4 separate regions of the Mus musculus genome follow, and all the other regions are linked to region 3. A link is a contact called in public Hi-C data. All regions are on one chromosome and are shown on one strand. Each heading gives the region's core, a stretch centred on a gene start, on an enhancer-like site or on the middle of the called end of the contact. The rest is flanking DNA. Distances are from core to core; before and after follow the strand shown. Region 1 overlaps Syne1 (spectrin repeat containing, nuclear envelope 1). Region 2 overlaps Syne1 (spectrin repeat containing, nuclear envelope 1). Region 3 holds the start of Esr1 (estrogen receptor 1 (alpha)). Region 4 overlaps Syne1 (spectrin repeat containing, nuclear envelope 1).

Region 1 (2,700 bases), core at 130-2,629, 390 kb after region 3:
GCCATATCCAGGGATCCACCCCATAATCAGCTTCCAAATGCTGACACCATTGCATACACTAGCAAGATTTTACTGAAAGGACCCAGACGTAGCTGTCTCTTGTGAGACTATGCCGGGGCCTAGCAAACACAGAAGTGGATGCTCACAGTCAGCTAATGGATGGATCACAGGGCTCCCAATGGAGGAGCTAGAGAAAGTACCCAAGGAGCTAAAGGGATCTTCAACCCTATAGGTGGAACAACATTATGAACTAACCAGTACCCCTGAGCTCTTGACTCTAGCTGCATATGTATCAAAAGATGGCCTAGTCGGCCATCACTGGAAAGAGAGGCCCATTGGACACGCAGACTTTGTGTGCCCCGGTACAGGGGAACGCCAGGGCCAAAGGGGGGGAGTGGGTGGGTAGGGGAGTGGGGGTGGGTGGGTAAGGGGGACTTTTGGTATAGCATTGGAAATGTAAATGAGCTAAATACCTAATAAAAAATGGAAAAAAAAAAAAAAAAGAATGGCAACTACTGCCGTTCAAGTGTCACTCATGATTTCCTGGCATCCTTTTGACAAATCTTCACAATAGTCATAGAGATGAGTTACAATCACACCCACTCTGAAGAAAAGGAAAACGCTATAGTGGTTTTCAACACAGCCTAATCTGAACTTAGGGCACTTGTTTATTTTGTTTTGTTTTGTTTTTCATTTTTTATGAGCACATATTAATTATATAAGGTCATGAGTTTCCTCATTGTTGATATATTTATAACTGGACTGAAGACAAATTATAGCTAGTGTGGACATGAGAGACAGGTGCTCATTATGGGCAATGTGGATAAATCTCAGTGCCTTCAGGTTCACTGTGCCTATGGTCAACAAAAAGGCCTAAGATGCCTCTTGGAGACTTTCGGCCAATGGCAGCCTGCTTAGATAAACCAAGGCAAATAAAGAGACTCATTCTGGGTTAGCCTTTTCCCCAGCTATAAAATATGAGATATTGATCTTTAAAACCGTCTAGCGTCTACAATTTAAGGAATGGGATCTGCTCTTTGAGTTTCTGGCCGGCTTTCTGTCACATGCTTCAAGGCACTGCATTGGCCATTAATCAGAATGAATCACCTAGACAGCCTTATTAGAGTTTAAATTACTCTGTTAGGGGGTTTTCCTGAAAGATGAAGAGGTGAAAATTGGGAAACTTTTCCAGTTCATGCAAGATAGGACAGAGTCTTAAATAAAACAGAGGAGAAGCACTGGAGGGGGCTGCTCAAGGATCTATAATGATGTGCATCGTGATGAAACAATAGGCAGAAACAGCACAGCTCCTAAGAGGGGATTCTACACTGCACTTACTTTCAACAGAAAAGCCAGCTTTTTCTTCTGCTCCTCCAGATGCATGCTGGCTGCCTTCCACTTCTCTTGGATGTCTGTGAGCTCAGCCTGCAGGGCGGCCTCGGCGCCACTGTCGGCAGAGAGCAGGAGCTGCTTGCCAGCCTCCACTGTCAGGATGTAGCTCCCTTGCTGGCGCAGGAACACCTTCTCTTTGAACTGAAAGGGAACAGATCCTTTTATTTTTTAGTCTTCTCTTTACTGGTTCACCCATTATAATCACATTTAGATAACCTTATGAATTGGCATACATACTTCACATGCTTGTGTCCAGAAAGGACATCTTAAATTAATCAAGTGGAAATGAATGGGAAGTAAAATTTCGACATAATATGAACTCTGCTTGTAAGACAAATGCTCAGAAATCACAGGGTGGCATGGGTGCACACAGTAGGTCTCTCAAAGTGGTCAAAGCTCAATGAGTCTTGAAAGGCATGTAACTGTAATCAGATTAAAATGAGATGAATGTGATCAGAAAAAGGATGTCCTCCTAACCAGGAGCAAGGAGGGATGTGCTGACCTTATAAGATAAAGAGGATTAATTCAGAAAACACAACGGACTTTTCCATGGCTGGAGTATGAAGTGCATGTGGCAGAATGGTGCTGACAGCTTGCAAGGGAGTTTTTGTACATTATTTTATTTTATGCATGTGAATACCTTGTTTTCATGCATCTCTGTACACTGTGTGCATGCAGTGCCTGAAGAGACTACAAAGAGGGTATCAGGTGCCCTGGAACCAATGTTATTGGTGATGGCAGCTGCTGTGTAGGTGCTGGGAATCAAGTGGAATCAAACTCGAGTCCTTCAAAAGAGTGGTCAGTGTTCCTAAGTGCTGACCCCTCTCACAATCACACTTTGTTTTTTCCTTTTCAGACAGTGCATTGGTATGTAACTCATTCTAGTCTTGGACTTGCGATCATCTTGTCTTAACATCCTAAGTACTGGAATTACAGAACTATGCTACCACACCTAGGGATCTGGCTTTCACACCATTAGAGCAGGGGAGTGATGTGTCTGATTATAGCAAAAATATTCACTGGATGGGTAAAAGGTACAATGAAGAAGGCATGCACCGTATATGATGAGACAGGTTAGACTACTGTTTACCAAGGCAGGGACTCCTGATATTCTGGTCGCAGGGATGGGCATTCAAGGTCGACTGAATACAAGAAGTGAGTGGCAATGAGAAAGATAATTGTGGGATAACTCCTGAGATTGTGGATCAATAGATCAGAAAGTGGTTAGAACATTTCTTCTGATTAGGGATCTAAAGTGTGGAGATAGTCTGGTCCAGAGGTCATTGGCTCTATGCACACATATATAAG
Region 2 (3,042 bases), core at 36-2,535, 410 kb after region 3:
AAATGCATGTATGTGTGTGTAAATGCATGTATGTGTGTGTAAATGCATGTATGTGTATGTGAATGTGTGTATGTGTAAGTACATGTATGTGTATGTATGTGTACATGTTGTGGATCCATGTGTGTAGGTATGCATGCTTGTGCATCAGCATGTGGTATGTGTGTGTATATAGCCATGTGCATATGAGCATGTGAGCATAAGTGCACGCATGTCTGTCTGTTTGCCCCACAGTGGATAAGTAAGCATTCAGACACCAATGTGTCAGGGATCCACATGACCTTACATAGAGAGGCATAGTGCACATTGTAGCACTTACCGTTCCTATTGGAAGATTCAACACACTCTTGAGTCCATTATCAAATGTCTTTACCTTTTACTGACAGAGACTGAGGCACACAAGGGAAAGTTATAGTATGTTAGGAGGAGGGAGCCGACAATCCAAAGTTTCTGCATGCAGGGCATGCCTACTATGCTCAATAGTGAGACCAGTGTGGCTAAGCAAAAAGACCTTGCAGGGCAGCAGCAGGAAACAGAACCAGAGCGACAGTGGGAAGCCTGGCCAGCACGCAGCTCTTATTCCATTCTTTATGGAGCAGAAGCAACTGTGGGATTTTCGGCATGGCAACGCCATGATTTGACTTCATTCTGACTGGCTCTTCTGAGATGGGGACTGCTAAGGAGATCATGAAAATCATCCAAGCAGGAAATGAAAGGGGCATAAATCAGGGTGCCTGCAGAGGAGGAGGCTGGATTCTGTCTGTTCTGAGAGTGTATCTGCCAACATTTTCTGATGAGCTTGGTGTAAGTATTAGAGAAAGAAAGAAAGGAAGGAAAAGTGGCTTTGAAGGTTGCCTGTACAAGCAGTTGCGGCATGGCAGAGTTCCCGGTAACTGAGTAGGTTTGTGGGGCGGGAACCGTGCCTTACTTTAGGCAGAGGAGTTTGAAATGCCCTTTGGTCACACACAAAGATATCTCTACTAATCTCATGTATCTCTTTCTGTCTCGGTTTAGAACTCTGGGAGAGGCTAAGTGTGTGGATAGGCTCATTGGAGAACAACTGTACCTCGAAAGTTTGCTCTCACTATGAGGATGGGTGCACTTAAAGAGAGTGATATATATAATACCGCTTACTACAGGAAACACTAGAAATTGAAAGATTAATCAAACAGACTCAACAGTGCCAAGAGGTGATGTAGAGATTTGATAATTATTTACTCAGTGACTTTCGGCAAACATCCACTCCCAGTTTCAGAGAGCTGGGAGTTGAGTGTCAGGAGCAGGCTTACCGTGCGGTCTAAACTGATCCAGGTCTGCCTGAGTTCTTGCAGTGTGCTCATGACACTGCCAGAGACCTCCTCCCTCTTGTTCTGAATCAATGCGAGGCCATTCTGCTCAATTTTCTCTACCTCCTTTTCTTTTGCTTTAATCAAATCTTCCAGTTCCTGAAAGATTAAAAAATATATATAGTTATTTTAAATTGTTCTATTATGGAACTCTAGGGTGCACTGAAATTGAGTCATTATAGTTTCGTGTGCTAAAACCCCATACTAATCCAAAAAGATGACAATTCTCAAGAGAGGGTCTGCACAGTGATGCTTCTCCCTATACTTAAATGTTAAAAAAAAAAAAAAGAGGTCCTTTTATCCATAGTAAATTAGCATACCCTGAAAAATATAAAAACTGGTTATCCCGCAGATAAAGAAATGTCATTATATATCTTTTTCAAAAAGCTGTAAGGAGTGAAATACATATCCAAAATTGCAATATGATTATATCCTTAAACCCAAACGTCATTTTTCCAAAAATCACATGGCCTAGCCTGTGACAGGTGGCACCTGAGAGTCAGACATGGTTTTGCTGCTCTTTGGCTGTGTCACTCTGAGAAAGTGAGAAACTTTTAATAATTGTCAATTTCTTCAAATGGGAAAGATGGAAAAGAATAAGTATTATCTTCTCTTTTTCCAATGCTCTGATTCTATGTGATTCTGAAAGACTACAGGCTTCTTCGTGTCTGAAATTCTCATTTTCTTTAGACGGCACTTTTGTAACTGCGAGAATAAAATGTTCACAAAAGAAAAGTAAGTCGGCCAAAGGCTCAGAGCTCCTCCTGAGACCATACAGTATAGAGGGTCTGGGGCCACAGCTCCACGCTTAAGAACACTGTCTGCTCTTCCAGAAGACTCAAGTTCAACTCTCAGCACCCACATTGTGGTTCACAACAGTCTGTAACTCCTTGTCTGATGCCTCCTCTAGCCTTCATTAATAGCACCAGGCACACACATAGCATACAGATATGCACACAAACAAAACATTCAGACAGTTTTTAAAAGTTTATTTACCCAGCAAGTCCCAGGGATTCTCCTGTCTCTACCTCTCCACTGATGGGATTCTAGACAGCATCACACCCGCCTTTTATGTGGATGCTGGAGATCCAAGCCCAGGCCCTAATGCTTGTATAACAATTTACCAGCTCAATGATTCAAATATGGATAAAAAAATTGTAGTTGAGTAGCTGTTGGTCAAGTGTTTATGTATTATGCTTCTCTTGAAATTGTTATTATTCCCTTTATTTTTATTTCTGCTATGACCCAGCTGTTTTTTTACGATAAGATTTCAAGCATACCATTGGCCTCGAACTCACCACGTAGCCACAGATAACATACCTTTCTGATCCTTCCTGATCTACGTCCTAAACTTTGGGATTACAAACTAGCAGCACAAATTCCAACGTATGAGGTCCTGGGAATCAAACTTGGGGCTTTGTACGTGCTAAGAAAGTCCTTCTTTAACTGACCTCCACTCCAGCCCTCAGACGTCTCCCCTCTCTCTCTCTCTCTCTCTCTCTCTCTCTCTCTCTCTCTCTCTCTCTCTCTCTCTCTCATTTATAAAATAGGGCTAATAATATATCTTATGCTTGTCCCAAAGGAATAAAATTAATATATATATATGAAATATTCTTTAAACTGTCAAAACTAGATATATCATATTCAGCGTGGTAATCTGCCATGCTGCCAAGAGATTCTGCTTTTCCATCATGAATTA
Region 3 (2,700 bases), core at 14-2,513:
CCAACAAAGGGTTAGCAATCTTTTTTCCCCCAATATTTATTTATTTGTTTGTTCATCTATACAGTGCTAGATCTCAAACCCATGACTCCCCATATGCTAGGCAAATGCTTCATTACTCACACCGCAACTTCTCGATACTTATTTATATATTAGATATTTATGGTCATTGCTGATTGTTGAGGGAACTTGTCTAAGTCCCGATATAATGACCTTGAGTCTTTCCAAGCACAAAAACGTATAGTTGCAGCATGATATCATTAGTATTTTCTTTCTATTTCTTTCTTTGTACTGGCCCAAGTGCCACTCATATATCTCTTGGTAACTGCCTAGGGTCCTAGGGCTGGAGACCGGCCACTCCTGGCGTTGTGATTAGAGTCACTTAATACCTAAAGTAGTTACTAAACAACAAAGGCTCCTTTAGGCCTCCTGTGTCCTGGGACCCAGGGTGAGGACACAGTCAGAGTACCTTGTTAATCTGTGTTGTACTGTGGTGGAGAGAAGCACTGAGAACCAGGTGTATCCATGGGACAGCACTGGAGGTACAAGATCTCTGTCTGCAACCAATGCTGGTAACTACAGCTGTGAACGTGTAATCGCTTTAACGCAAAGCTATTTTATGGTTCCAACTTTACGATTAAAATAATGCCTCTTCTGGGATGTGTTTACAGACAGTAGTCAGTAGGCTATTGGTAGAGAGGCTGGTAGGTTTGACTAATGAAGTGAGGGAGTCTTGCATTTCAGTTGGAAACATATCCCTGGAATGCCAAAAATATTTATTGCGAAGTCTGACTTTTGTATGTTATTGGTAGCATTGTCACTGAGCATCTTATTCAGGGGAACAGTAGGGCTAGAGGGCTTGACTCATATGTATCCCAGAAGGCTTTTCTTGTTAAATGACATCGTTTAGGAAGAAGATATCCTGGCATAGTTTATAAACTTGATCTCTGCACACTTTGACTGGCATTCTAGTTTATCTGTGAGCCTGTGGTTCACAGCCATCTCAGTTTCCCTCTCCATAGAAAGCACCGGGACATTTCTGGCTCTACAGGTAGGGAGCAAAGGGGGCTGGAGTTTCTTCTAGGAATGCTGATTCTAGCGGGGCTACTGCTGTCCCTCAGCAGACAGCAAGGCTCCCGGACTCCCGCTGCCATTCATCCAGCTCGTGCAGGAGCCCAGCTGCCTTGTCTGCCGGGAGGGGCTGCCAAGTGCCCTGCCTACTGGCTGCTTCCCGAGAGTCCCTGCCACTCCACATACAAACACATCCACACACGCTCTGCCTTGATCACACACCGCGCCACTCGATCATTCGAGCACATTCCTTCCTTCCGTCTTACTGTCTCAGCCCTTGACTTCTACAAACCCATGGAACATTTCTGGAAAGACGCTCTTGAACCAGCAGGGTAGGATCGGCTTTTGATTTCTCTCTCTCTTTCTCTCTCTGTAGCTTGAGCGATTTGAGAAAGCAACTTACCTTTCTGCTTAGTGTCTGTCTCCTAGCTGGAGAAGGAAGCTGTGCTGTTTTTCTATGGGGGGAAATCTGTGCGGCTTTTTTTTTTTTTTTTCCCGCTTTCCGGACTTGTAGGATTCTCTGTGCCATTTATATATAATTTGGCAGGCTCAGATTTTTAAAGAGTCTCATCTGAAGTGCTTGCTTTTGCATGTGTTTTTTAAAAGGCATTTGAAAATTGAAAGTGTGATTTATGGGAACTAAATCATCTACGAAAAAATTGCTCTAGAAAGTCATGGTTGCTGGCCATAAAGAGAAATATCTGCGATTCACCTAATGTATTTTTAACCCTTCCTTTGCTGTCAATGATACTTATGGGTGCTAAAACTCATCTTTGTCTTTAGATTTAAGCCAGCTTAGCTGTGGTTTATCCAAAATTATCTGTTTTTCTAAGAATTAGATAAATAGTGTGCTTAGTAGAAAATATTTTTAAAGTGTTACTATTAGTAACAGCAACCTTGACATTTGCATGTGTCAGGTACTTCTCCTGGGTATATGGGCTAGCAATTCAAGTCATATGCTAATGGTTATTTTAGGGGATATTAGGTTGGGGCATATGCAGTTTATTAAGAAAGTACAAACTATCCAAGCTGCAATTTTTTTCTAAATTTGCAATAACAGGTGTGTGTGAGCTCAATCAGAATTTAATTCAATACTGAATAAAAAACTTATTTTAACTTCTCTGTCATTCGAGTATTAGATTCCTGTGTACCCTATGCCAAGGGAACCCAGAAGGTCCATTTGTAGAATTCAAGAGCTGAAAGGTAGGAGAGCCTTTCAAAAGTTTCTGGTTAGACAGACAAGGTTACCGGATCGCCAGAGCTTTAGTCAAGGACCTCAGGTGATATTTTATGGGAAAATGTCTTAGTCCTTGCATGGTTTTCCCAATTTTTGGTTGCATAACCTGTGGAAGGTAGGGACACCCAAGTGTGCCTAACCGAAGGTTTTTCTGAATCATATCCACATGAGAATTTCTAAAGGAAGCAAATTTGGCACCGGGGTCCAACAAAAACAGAAAAGCTAGGCTGGGCAAAATTGCCATGGCTGTGCTTTCTTGGGGAGCGTTTTAAAAAAATTATTATTTTTATTTTTTTGTCAGAAGAGGAAGCTGAAGGCTGGCAGTTTTCTCTTGACTCCAAGTGCAGCTCTTCCTATACATAGTCCATCTCCACTCGTCTGGCCCTAGATGCCTC
Region 4 (2,961 bases), core at 44-2,543, 430 kb after region 3:
GATATTTGTGTTTCCTCTTTAACAGCTTTTACTGGTTTAGCAGTATTCTCCTCTAATTCCTTGAGGAATTTTTGTGCTTCCTCTTTAAAGGCTTCTACCTGTTTAGCAGTGTTCTCCTGTATTTCTTTAAGTGGGTTATTAATACCCTTCTTAAGATCTTCTACCACCATCATGAGATATGATTTTAAATCCGAATCTTGCTTTTCGGGTGTGTTGGGGTATTCAGGACTCGTTGTGGTGGGCGTACTGGGTTCTAATGATGCCCAGTGTTCTTGGTTTCTGTTAGTAAAATTCTTACGTTTGCCTTTTACCATCTGGAAATCTCTGGTCTTAATGTTCAAGCTGTCTCTGGTTAGAGCTTGATCCTCCTTTGATTCTTTTAGCCTCTGTCAGCACTCCTGAGAATCCAACTGTCTCCTGAGTTCCAGTGGTCAGAGCACTCTCTGTAGGCAAGCTCTCCTCTTCCAGGGCAAGTGTCCAGCAGTCTGGAGCTCTGATCCACCTCCTGAGTTCTGGGGTGAGAACTCTTCTTGTAGGCCAACTCTCCTCTGGCAGTGAATGTGTCCAGGGGTCTAGGTTTCAGGTCTGCCTCCTGGCTGAGGATGAAGGCCTGATGGAACCCTGAGCATGGAGAGCACTCTGGAGCCCTTAGAGGCCTCCACTGGGATCAGAAGGAAGATGGCAGGGGTGGCCCTGACAGGAATCAGAGTTGAGGTTTTAATTCCTATTATATGACTGTAAGTTTGTCCCCACCAAAGCTGTAGAAGTCTCCCACAAAACATAGACTGGATAGTAAAGGGTAGGTTGATCGTCATCAACAGTACCATAATTGTTTTGTTGTGCCAGGAATCAAGATCAGTGCCCAAGAGCATTAAGCAACCACTCTACCCATGAGGTATACCAGCAGCCTATGATGCTGTTTTGTTGTTTATTTTGAAATAAAACTCATGTATTCACTCCTGCTCAACTTTCTCTTTAGCTGAGGTAAGTCTTGAACTTGAAATTGCTCCTGCTTCAATCTCCCAAGTAGCTGGGATTACAACACAAGCCTGTGACATCAAGTCCATTTTAGAACCATTATTTTAACCAATCATCAGTTGATGAAATGATCGTATGGCTGGGAAAGACCTACTAAGCCAAATGTGCACTGACAGTCAAGCATGCTTTCAACACAAGCTTACCTCCCGCTCTGGCTTTGGCAGCATTTCCATGACCAAAGAGGCCCCTGTGCAGCCCAAGTGGCAGCTGGAGTCTACTCCCTTAAAACTTTTTCCTAACTGAGCATCTTTTCTGTTATTCTATTGCTCCTTGATCCTAGTCTCCCTTCTGGAATAACTCAGAGCGATCTTTTATTGCTATGGTCAGATTTGAGAGAAAACAGCTGTGAACTTTAAAGCAATGTTTTCATAGCCAAATGATAAGGCTTTAATAAATTATACAACTCTTTAGACAGAAAATCTCTGGGTGAAAAATAGCAAAAAAGTATAGTCCCCTTCCCCCAACAATTTGACAATAATAGCCCACCAGAGAGCCACAGAACAGTAGATTGTTAATCATTTAAAACTCAGTGAGACTGTTTTGTTTTTCTTCTGGGAATTCCCATAGCCTGGGAGGCTGAGTTTGTAGCCTGGTAAGCTTTGCATAGTCATTGCTTAAAATGTATTATGATAGGAATGTGTGAGTGTGTGTGTGTTGAATATATATTTATTTATTCACTAAGGAGTAATGAACCTGAGCTCCATTTGGAAGCACACTGATGAAGCAATCTCTGGGTTCCCAAGCCTGATTGCGTGGTAAAAGTTCTGGTCAAGCCCAGGAAAATCTTGGAGGCCAACAGCAACTACAGGAGAATGTGCTTAAGGGCCAGGAGGTCTGAATGACGCAAGTAACAGACACCAAAACAGAGTGGGCAGCCCTGTATTCCCAGCGTGGAGTGAGGAGTCTATGCCAGGACAGTGACGGGGAGAGAGAGCACCTGGGGCAAGATGGCAAGAGGCCCTAACAAATACACAGGGGGAAACTGAGTTAAGAATGTAGCTAACAATAGGGTCAGTTGGTAGAGCTTTTATGTCTCACATGCACCAAGTCCTGGGGTCTATCCTCAGGACCATATAAACTTAGTTGCATGTACCTTTAATTCCAGATCTCAGAAGGTGAAGGCAGGAGGATTCGAAGTTCAAGGTTACCTTTAGCTATATGAGGCTAGCTTGAGCTACATGAGATCCTGTCTTTTAAAAAGAAAAAGAGAGAGAGAGAGAGAGAGAGAGAGAGAGAGAGAATAAAAGCAATCTGAGTCCCACTAAGGAAAGGCTTTGAGTTTTTCCTTGATTAAAGTTCATATATGGTGAGAGTTGGGTTAATATTTATGGAGAACTAATGAGTAAAATTACTGATTATACTTGTTATAAAAATACCCATTACCATTTTTCTTTACTCTAGATGCTAGGGGATTTGAACAAATGTCAATAGACCACTTAGAAGTGTAATTATACAAGTATAGCGCATAAAACCCAGGCATATTTGGTTGAAATACCGAACCCCTCTATGTAAGGGCCTGAGAATGTGCTATTTCAGCTATGCCTTCCTGGTCTCAGCTCACCTTGTGCTTCCCAAGCAGCTGCTGGATTTCTTCTTTGGAGCATACAATGATCTTTTGGTCCCCTGTCATCTTCTCCTGTCCAGTGTCCAGCAGGTCCACCAGATCTTGCAGAGCCTTATCATACTGACTCTTGAGAGCAAGGTTCTGGTGGAGGCTGCTCCTCCGGGAGCTGACAGTCATCAATAGCTCGTCATACATGTCCTAAGGCAAAGGCAACAACACCAGTCTCAAACACAAAGCTGCAGTACCGAGCCCACCACCTGCCCAGCATCCCACCAAGGTCATACCCCTCCACAAAGGAGTCTCTGCATGGAAGCAAGCTGCCTGCCTTTCTTATGAGCCTCTCTGGGAAATATCTTAAA

What was found. A called contact is a pair of places that touch in the nucleus more often than the background predicts.
Region 1: a Hi-C map of uterus shows a contact between it and region 3, with 3 times the contacts expected there. The contact joins the enhancer-like site here to the promoter of Esr1 in region 3. A contact is called at or near these places in 1 of 39 promoter capture datasets (embryonic stem cells), 4 of 484 Hi-C or Micro-C datasets (all in uterus), 2 of 115 datasets of contacts at active chromatin or transcription factors (embryonic limb bud and large pre-B cells) and 1 of 9 other capture datasets (pancreatic islet).
Region 2: a Hi-C map of uterus shows a contact between it and region 3, with 3 times the contacts expected there. The contact joins the enhancer-like site here to the promoter of Esr1 in region 3. A contact is called at or near these places in 1 of 15 datasets of contacts at CTCF or cohesin (the NIH/3T3 cell line), 2 of 484 Hi-C or Micro-C datasets (both in uterus), 3 of 115 datasets of contacts at active chromatin or transcription factors (embryonic limb bud, embryonic stem cells and large pre-B cells) and 1 of 9 other capture datasets (pancreatic islet).
Region 4: a contact with region 3 is called in a Hi-C map of uterus, with 2.6 times the contacts expected there. The contact joins the enhancer-like site here to the promoter of Esr1 in region 3. A contact is called at or near these places in 12 of 484 Hi-C or Micro-C datasets (adipose-derived mesenchymal stem cells, embryonic stem cells, gonadal supporting cells and 3 more), 4 of 115 datasets of contacts at active chromatin or transcription factors (embryonic limb bud, embryonic stem cells, large pre-B cells and 1 more) and 1 of 9 other capture datasets (adipose tissue).

What each region holds. Positions count from the first base shown.
Region 1 is chr10:5,096,147-5,098,846 of GRCm38.p6, forward strand. It overlaps Syne1 (spectrin repeat containing, nuclear envelope 1), which reads right to left. Exons shown (of 146, transcript NM_001347711.1): 125 at 1,339-1,533. Among named protein-coding and RNA genes, the nearest start is that of Gm51757, 230 kb to the right of the region's middle. Within about 2 kb of position 1,380, at least 17 of the 459 cell types and tissues checked have an H3K27ac peak or open chromatin away from gene starts, as enhancers often do. A contact at or near this core is called in uterus, where this site is marked.
Region 2 is chr10:5,115,681-5,118,722 of GRCm38.p6, forward strand. It overlaps Syne1 (spectrin repeat containing, nuclear envelope 1), which reads right to left. Exons shown (of 146, transcript NM_001347711.1): 115 at 1,287-1,442. Among named protein-coding and RNA genes, the nearest start is that of Gm51757, 210 kb to the right of the region's middle. Within about 2 kb of position 1,286, at least 16 of the 459 cell types and tissues checked have an H3K27ac peak or open chromatin away from gene starts, as enhancers often do. A contact at or near this core is called in uterus, where this site is marked.
Region 3 is chr10:4,708,895-4,711,594 of GRCm38.p6, forward strand. It overlaps Esr1 (estrogen receptor 1 (alpha)), which reads left to right and starts at 1,264. Exons shown (of 9, transcript NM_001302531.1): 1 at 1,264-1,400.
Region 4 is chr10:5,138,213-5,141,173 of GRCm38.p6, forward strand. Syne1 (spectrin repeat containing, nuclear envelope 1) reads right to left here. Exons shown (of 146, transcript NM_001347711.1): 106 at 2,600-2,800. Among named protein-coding and RNA genes, the nearest start is that of Gm51757, 190 kb to the right of the region's middle. Within about 2 kb of position 1,294, at least 16 of the 459 cell types and tissues checked have an H3K27ac peak or open chromatin away from gene starts, as enhancers often do. A contact at or near this core is called in adipose tissue and uterus, where this site is marked.